Linked DNA regions of Mus musculus: region 2 is linked to region 1. Evidence: chromatin contacts called from public Hi-C data. All regions are on one chromosome and are shown on one strand. The core of a region is the stretch at or near the end of the contact, and the rest is flanking DNA. Distances in the headings are between cores, read along the strand shown.

Evidence for each region. Hi-C and Micro-C count contacts between places; a contact is called where the count stands out from the background.
Region 2: a contact with region 1 is called in a Hi-C map of group 2 innate lymphoid cells, with 2.2 times the contacts expected there. The contact joins the enhancer-like site here to the promoter of Irgm1 in region 1. A contact is called at or near these places in 21 of 39 promoter capture datasets (the 3T3-L1 cell line, 3T3-L1-derived adipocytes, the C10 cell line and 14 more), 14 of 484 Hi-C or Micro-C datasets (the AML12 cell line, the C10 cell line, the C2C12 cell line and 8 more), 7 of 115 datasets of contacts at active chromatin or transcription factors (CD8 T cells, the SCID.adh cell line, embryonic stem cells and 4 more) and 4 of 9 other capture datasets (adipose tissue, liver, macrophages and 1 more).

What each region holds. Positions count from the first base shown.
Region 1 is chr11:48,869,036-48,873,464 of GRCm38.p6, forward strand. It overlaps Irgm1 (immunity-related GTPase family M member 1), which reads right to left and starts at 2,385. Exons shown (of 3, transcript NM_008326.2): 1 at 2,059-2,385.
Region 2 is chr11:48,905,561-48,909,989 of GRCm38.p6, forward strand. Gm12185 (predicted gene 12185) reads right to left here. Exons shown (of 3, transcript NM_001045540.2): 3 at 1-2,919. The coding sequence ends at 1,597. Among named protein-coding and RNA genes, the nearest start is that of Gm5431, 5.6 kb to the left of the region's middle. Within about 2 kb of position 2,696, at least 4 of the 459 cell types and tissues checked have an H3K27ac peak or open chromatin away from gene starts, as enhancers often do. A contact at or near this core is called in the G1E-ER4 cell line and group 2 innate lymphoid cells, where this site is marked.

The sequences.
Region 1 (4,429 bases), core at 1,135-3,634:
ATATGACTCCACGTTTCTGTCTTTACGATGAAGACAGTCCTACTAAACAGAGGATTTGATGCATGCTGAGGGGTTTTGTTTGGAAACCTTGATCTACTCACTGCCACCAATTGTCACTTACCCTTTATATGGACACACATTTCATAATGTTGGAGACCAATTTTTCTGCCCTCTCTTATAAGCACCACATAACTGAACTACACTGATAAAGGAGCTCTCCCCAGCTTCTCCAACTCTATAGAACTTGGTTTAGGGTTAAACTCATCAACAGACCAAGGTGCTTTATCAAATAACTACAAAGATGTCCAGAATTCAGTGAGAGGGAGGACATGGGAAAGGTTGCCGTCACATATCACATCTGCATAGGGGCTGCCAGCCTGTCCAGCCTTTGACTATAGAAGCCATTCAGGGTCCCCCTCCAGCAGTTCTCATGTCAGACTGGCCAAGCTACGGAATATCCAGGGCTGTACTTCCTGCTTCAGTGTCAAGGGGCCCTGAGCTGGGTGTATAGGCACCAGAGTGGGCTGGTGATAAAGTCTGAGACAAAGCTGGCTGGAAGCCAGGGGGATGAAGCTGGACAAACTTCAGGGGTTGAAAACATTCTGTAATGGGGTGCAGAGACGGGGTACACAGACAAGAAGCTGTGTGACATTCAGTAGTGTCTTGTCCTCAAGGCAATTCTCTCCCCTCCATCTCACCTATCATTAGCCAGGGTCTAGTTCTGTATTGGTTTTACTTAACTGAGTTCCACTCACCAGAGTAGAAGATGAGAGCAAACCATGCTTTCTCAGAACTATTTATGTAACTGTGACTGTAGATGGAGACTTCCCACCTGCCTGCACACCCGAGAGCACCCGGTGCTGGACCCTGGACCTGCCTGCACACCCGGGATGGTGCAGGTCACAGCTGCACGCAGGAGCCAGTAACTCTCAGGAGGGCTGCTGAAGTCCATACATTACAAGCAGACTGGGAAAGGGCATGGATAACTGTATGAAGCTGCAGGATCCTCCAGGAGCCACACAGGAATGTTGGTGTGGACAGCCTTGGGATACCGTGCCTCAGAACTCCAACCCAGTATTTACAAAGAGCCCTTAGAATTCTTTCTGGGATTCAAGTGACCCTCCACTTCCTTTTTTGAGGATCATGACCAGATTATACTCCTATTTCACCTCTCTGCACAGGGGCGAAGATCCCCAAAGAAGAATATAGATCCTTGTGGCTGTCAATCTGGGAAAGAGGATGAGACCCGTGAGGAAATGTCTTTCGAGTCTCGCAACCGACACAGAACGGAGAGCATGCTCGCACACACTTGCCCATAGCTGCATGAAAGGTAGCAGGGACCACACAATTCCCTCTGATATTTATTTATCTTTGGAAAGTGTGATAAACTTGCTCACGGTGAATGGGGACAGTACTGAACCCACATGCTCTGGGAAGATGGTATTTGAAAAGCTCCCATCTCATTAACTATAAACTTACAGACTAGTGAAGGAGGTGGTTCCTTAAACAGAGACACTTTCTCCAATGCAAATAAAACATTTTAATGGAGTCAGACAAAAAGGTCACTATGATACCTTATACTCAAAACCTACTCTGAGATTCCTATTCCATGGGTAGTCCAGATAAGAAACAAACCTCCCCCCCCCCCTATTTTTTTCATGTATCCTAGATATTGCCTGTGGTCCATTCTAATCCTGGGCGTTTATTTTGTGGAGCTATGAAGAGACGCTATCTTAAATTCCAAGAGAATATGGGTTGGCACGCTCTGCCCTCCTTCAAATTTAGCCAGCATTAGAAGAACCACAAGGCCAGAAATAAGGTGAGGTACGCATTTGCCTCCAGGCTGGTGGTTTAGATATATCTGAACAGCAAAGATACAGCAGGGCTGTGTGGTACTAGACAGTCAAAGTGAGGCTCTGCTGTGGACACTGCCTGAGCAAAAGAAACCAGACCCCAAGGTCACATGACCTGTTTTCACGGTTTTACCGTTCATATTATATTGGGGGATTCATATTAGATTGGGGGTGGCCAAGCTACATTTAAGAGACTTTTACTTACCTGATCCAGAGGAGTTATTATGTGTGATTCGATGTTAGTGGCCTTCCTGGAACGTCACCCCTTTCTTCCTAGGACAAAAACGTTGCTGTCCTCCGGCAGAAGTTCCCTATGTAGAGATCCAAAACTGGAATATAGACCCGGATGTTGAGAGATGAGATGCAGAGGTCTGGAGTCCTTCTGAGAGGAGACGAACCAAGAGGAGGTCTGATCGCGTGGATTTTCTTTCAGCTTCTGGTCTTCGAGCAGACCTTGCTTTTTGTCCTGCACTTTCTAGACCGGAGATATGCCTGCCTGGGCCCAGCGGGGGAGCGGGGGGGGGACGGACTCGAATTGAGAATCAGTTTCGGTTTCTATTTCTTGAAACAGGCTAGTTTTCAGGATTAGGCTGGGCGGGCTGCATAGTAGTCTTCAAAGAGGAGCAGAACCCTGCTGTGCTGACTCACCGTCAACAGGGGTCGGGATGAGGGATTGGAGGTGGTGGTGGAAGTGGAGGGTGGGGGCGTTGGGGTTGGAGTTGTGTCTGTTTAGGGACTTTAACAGCCAGCCCCGCGTCAGACCTTCCAGTGTCTGAACCTGCTACTTCTTTCCGTGGATACCACCTGTGGAGATGCTGGCCCTGGGCAATGCTAACCTCCAGACCCAGCAACCTCAGGCCACCCCGAGCTTGGAGGCTGCACTGAGACCTTGTTCTGTATGATCGTTTACCCCGTTTGCCGGCTCACTTGATTAATCACACCTCTCTATATAAAGGAGAATGTCAGAGCACCAGGGAGTCGAGAATCGGGTTCTTGTCCTCGTTAGTGTTTGAGAGGGAAGAGGGTATGAGCTGAGAGGGGACATACTTCATTTTCCTCAGATCTAGGAGGTAGATTATTAGAGAGTAAACGCAGGGGCTGGACGCTTTGACCATGGCATAGAAGCACTGACCCCTGTGTAACGTTTTCATGAAGAAAAACAGAATTTTTTTTTTTTAAAGCAACCGGCCACGGTCACAGTGACAGAGGGGGCAGCGAAGAGGAGCCAAGTAGCTTTCAGAGTGTCGGGCGGCTGTTATTCTCTCTGCTGCTCTTCTGTACCTACCGGTGAGTTCTTACTGCACAGCAAAGAGGGGCAGAGCTGAGCCTGTTCCATAGTCACTGCGAGAGGGAGACAGATTGGGCCAGGAGGAATGAGGCGGCTCCTCACACAGGCACTAACCAGTGTTCCAAACTCTACTTCTGCCCATTACAGGCTCAGTATTGCCCAGAGGTTTGGGCAATGTGATCCTCTGGTCACAAGGAGCCCTTTGTCACCCCTCCAAGTGACCAGTAATGTGATCCTCTACCGGCGCTGGTGGCTTTCTCTTTCTCCTTACCGGAAAAGACTGAGTTGCTGAGAAGAGGAACAAGTGTGAGCTGTTGTTTAATGAACTGGAGGCCTTGAGTGATAGCCAGGATCTGTCCTTGTTTGATTCCTCTAAGCCCTCAGCTTCTCCTCAAAGCCTGAGGAGAAAGCAGGCTAGTTTCAATGTCTGTCTTTGAGAGACTGGACAATCTGTATGTCCTGCTTTCTTTATGTGATTTCTATAAGAACAAACAGGAACAGGTCTGAGCACAGTACAGGAAGGCCAGGAAGAGAGTTTCTGGAACCTTCTGTCTCAGTGAGCCAGCATTTCAACTCAGCACTTTGTGTTTCCCCAGGGCCAGGGTCTCCCTTGAGCTCAGAGTTAGTTCTCTCAGGCTCTTGCTCCTGCGGAGGAACTGAGGCTGGGCACAGCAGGGTTTGTTATAACTGGGTGTCAGGTAAAGATTCCTCAGGGCAGGATGCTGTGTGTACACAGTCAATAATCAGAACACAGGCGGTCTGTCCTTAAAAATGTCACTGGCCGAGAATCTTTGGCTTCCCTAACCTACTCTCTGTGTAGACCAGGCTGGCCTTGAACTTACGGAGTTTACCTGCATCTGCTTCCTGAGTGCTGGAGCTAAAAGCATGAACTATCAAGACGAGCAAAGGCTGAGTTAATCAAGATCCTGTCTTAGTACCAGGTTCTTACTCTGGTTAATCATTCATTCACTGTAGAAAGGAAAGGAAGAGTCAACAGTTACAAAAGCACAGTATAGGCATTTCTCTGTTTACTTTTCTCTGACACCGAAGTGTGGGGACTTGCCTTTTCACCCTGTTGTTCAGCAGGGAGACCCTGGTACAGTTCATTAATCGCCACACCATGTTAGTTACTCCTTACAGAAAGATTCATGGAGATTCACTCTTGGGAACCAAGGTCTTGGACATAGCTGGTGACCTGTCAATCACGATCTCACACCTATCCTGCATAATAAGGCATATACATGTACATACAGACACTCATAAATCTACACACACACACACACACACA
Region 2 (4,429 bases), core at 1,446-3,945, 37 kb after region 1:
TAACTCCTGCCATGTGGCTAGTTACCTATCTCCAGGTTCATGAATTTGTCTTCCTCAGTGTTCTGGCTAAAAGCTCCCACACTCTTTCTGTCTCCCAGAATTCCATTCTTTCCTACTGAAACTCTCATTTATTACTTCCTGCCTTTTGCTCATTGGCCAACAGCATTTTATTGACAGGTGATGCTTCCATGCATTGCACAAGAGACTCTGCAGCAGAAGGCTTTGAATATGTCAGATGACCTCTTCTACTGTAAATGCCCCTTTATAATCAATTGAAGTCCTTAGAGAAAACAAACAAACAAACCCCAAGACAATAAAACCCTTGTCATTCCTTAGGGAAGAGAGAAGAGAAAATTCTTGCTGTTTGGACAGGAGCTGTAATACCAACTCTTCCAAAGATTTCCAGGCTATAAGTCTTCTCTGTAGATACTGTGTTTGCTAAGTCTCACAAGTGAGTGGGCAAATGAAAGACAGAAGCAGGGGGAGAAGTAAGGATAGAAGAGGGGAGAAGAATGAAGAGGACGAAGAGGAAGAGTGGGAGGCAGAAGAAGAGAGGAAAGAGAAAGAGAAATGAGAGGGAAGTTGAGGGAGAGATTATAGGCTCTTATGTTAAGCACCTCTTATCGAGAGGAGGTGGGATTTTAAGATGTTGTTGAGCCTTTTTCATACCACAAGAAATGACAACTTAATTAGAGCCTGTGTTGCCTACAGCCCAAATTCCAAACTCATCCCGTTGACTGGTGAAGGCTGTGGAATACAATGTCTGTGTCTGTACAGATCTCCAGGTGTGTTTACTTATCCATGCATTCCTCAGCTCTTCCTGGAGGAAGCATCGACAATGGTCATCATCCCATGTGCTGTGTGCCTACTATGTCTAAGGCCATACCACCTAATGTGGAGATGTGTGCTGGGAACGTGACCCCTGTACTTCCCAAACCCCCAACGAAGTTCAAGAGAGGATTGTGTCAATCAGCTCTTGTGCATGGTGTCAAAGCATCATCTGTCCACAAAGAGCTGAATGGCGCGTAGAGAGTCAGGAAAAAATGGGTGAGACAACTGCCTGAGAAAAAGGAACTCTGGGAAAGAGTGAGGCTGAAGAGATTCACCACCAGGTTGTGGAGGAAGTTGTGTGAGAAGAGGCAACCAGCCGCATTTCAGACAGAATCGACAAACAGGTTATTTTAGGTATAAACGAGTTGGAGAACAAGCTTACCTAGGGTATAAGCATTAATGCAAGAAACAACAACCTAGTGTCATTATTCTCAAAATGATGCAGATACAGAAAAACACAAATGGTTATACGGTCTGCTAACTTCTTTAACTTAGGAGAGTGTGGCACTGCTTGGGGAATCTCCTTGGGACAAAAGAACCCAGTTTAATTAGACAAAATATTGCAAGTCATATGTATACAACCATAAATTCTCATGGTGATATTTTAATGGAAGACTGTGCTTATACTGGGGATGACTCTTTTTTTCTTGCCAGAGTGGTATTCTGTCTCTGAAAGAAATTAATCCTCTGGTCTTTCCCAGAAAATATCTGATGCTAAAAGTAGGCGTTAAGTCCATGTCTGAAGCCAGTCCAAAGGTTAGTACCTCACAGCTCCATTCCTGTTTCCCAGTATTCAGGGAGGTCAGACAGGCACGATCCTGGCTTCTCTGACAAAAACTCTTCCTTATTAAGGAGAGACTTGGCATCACTTGCCACAGTATCAATGAAGAGACTTTGCCAGTAGTAAGTCTTACTAAAGTAAAGGCCTGAGGCAAGTGGTCCCCCAGTAACACAGGAAATATATTCAATATATTTCAACAGTTTTTCTTTGAAGGACATGTCATTGTTCTTTGTTAACAACTGGAGAGACCTAAGGTGTGCCTTAATTTCATTCACAGACACATTGAAATCCTTGGCAATATTTTCTAGTGAGGCTTCATCCAGCCCAAAGTAAGACCTGTAGAGAGTCAAGGTCTCTTCCAACTTCTGCATTTTATCTCTGACTAAGCCCCCAAGTGGAATGGTGGCCCATAGTCCAGCCTTCAGGGCCTCCAGCCAGATCTTCTGTCTGAGGAAATCCCTCTTCCGGGCAATGGTAGTCTCAGTAACACTGTGCAAGGACATCATGAAGAGGTGGCGCTTGTGGGCTGGGAGTTCCTTCAGTAGGGTGGTCTCCAGCTTTGGGAAGTCAAAGTCAGACACATCAAAGTTAGAGACTAGGAAGATTGGAGGCTGACTGGAGAGAACCTTCTGGAGAAGACCCAAGCATTCATCTTTTATTTTCTTTAAGACACTGTCTCTATTGAAAGACTTAGGTTTACTCCTCTGTTCATTACTGATATCTTGATCTATCTTGGTTCGGACAAAGTAGAACTTTATGTTCATCTTTGCAATGGCTTTGGCCAGATGTGCATCAATTTCTTTGAAGCGTGTAGCTGAGATGATAATGAAGAAGTCATACTCACCAAACTTCATTTCTGTCAGATAGTTTTGTGGTGGGAAGTTGGTTGACCCAATGCCAGGCAGGTCCCATATTGTCACATTGGGAAGCTTTGGGTGTGGGTATGGAGTTCTCTTCATGGTTGTCTCTATTACCCCAGTGGGGGCTGCATCTTTTTCTTCACTACTTATTCCTCTCAAGGCATTGATAAAGCTGGATTTCCCTGTTCCTGTTTCTCCAGTCACAGCAATGTTCAGTGGGGCTTTGTCAATATTTCGCAGAGCATGACTAATCACAGTCAGTGCCTCTTTGAGGTTCTTATTCTCCAGATGGGATTCAATCAAAGTGATGGTTTCTTCAGAGAGGATTTTGCTTTCCTTCTTGAAATTTTTAAAAAAATTTTTAAAGTTGAATTCCAAAAGTTGAGCCGTTATCTGAGAAGTCCTGCCAGTGGAAGTCTGGCATGTAGCTGTGTTCAGTGGAGGATGCTGAATAGAGAAGAAAAGGGAGACACTCATTATTTGTCTAGCAGGGCAAGACCTCCCAGTTTGTTTTAATGGTAAAGAAGGACCTCAGCTTCTGATAACCATTATTATCAGATCATCTCCCTTACTGTTCCTAGCTGCTGGGTCAATGTTTGCTGTGCATGTCACGTGCCCTCATTCAGCTTTTATCTTTTTCTGTGGTTTCCTGCCTCCTTTGCTGTCCCAAGCATGATCAGTTCCATCCAGTGACCTTTAGCATTGTTTACTTTTTAAGTTAAGTTGTTGCATTCTGTCTACTACCATTACAGATAATAGGCATAGGTTGTAATATCTTTAAAGGCATATGTCAAGATATCAAATACTTCAAACAACATATCTCATGGAAAGGCTCCCTGCCTTCTTTGAGTGCTTAGAGCATTGCTTCCTGGACCTCATGACCTCTTCTTCCTTAGGACAGCATTTTTACTTTTACTTGTGTAGTCTGTTTATTAAGGGAGAAGGAGCATGGGGCAGTAGCAGAAAAGATTCTTGACAGGCCTAACAGAGGGTTGGATACACTACTAGGTATGTGTAATTGACTTCTCTTGAGCCGTAACGAAGATTGAAATTATCTCCTTCGTAGGAAAGTGGATATAACTGTAGGTAGTCACATTAAGACAATAAAGCTAGTCTCAGAAAGACGAATACATTTTCTCATTCTCATATCTTAGATTTTGTATAAATATAAAAGTTATATCGTAGATATGACATGAAAGTAGAAGTTAATCTGTCTGGGGGACAAGGGAACTGAGGGCAAATACATAACAGGCAATGTGTGCTTATTTGAATCTTCAAAACTAGATGTTAAAAAGGTTTATTTGAAAGGAGATATGCTATTTTTTAAATTTTATTTATCAGCTGGGGAGGTAGGGGATCATCTCATTGTAAGCAGTTTCCTAAGATATTCTCTGTGTCCCTGTTTTCTAGTGTTCAATCCACAAGCCTCAAGGAAACAACCCAGAAAGATGAAAATCCCAAATGGATACAGAGGAAAGTCAGCAAGGAAGAAACAAATATAGGAAGAGATGTTAAAGAATCCACTAAAAGAAGAAAATGACTCCTTTAAAAGTTAAGAAACCTGAATAAAAGAGGTGAGGAGGACACATCATCTGTCCCAACACCAGGAGTAACTGAGGCCAGCAGGACTCAGGCAGGCAGGAACTCCTCCAGACCAGTGACATGGATTCCTTTTGGTCTGTCTGGGCTGGTTCCCTGAGCAGACCTTGGGTGCAAACTCCAAAGTGAATCCCACAACACACAGAGGAAGCTCCACTCCCGGGTGCTCTAATATGCTTAGGATCCCCGGATCCAGGAGCCTGGTCACACCAGAATCTCAGGGTCCCAGAAACATCTTGACTCCTAGGAGCTCTGCTACACCCAGGTTCTCAGGATCCCAGGATCCCAGAATCACAGGATCCCAGAGACAGCTGGACTCTGAGGAGTTCTGACACAACTAGGATGACAAGAAGGACAG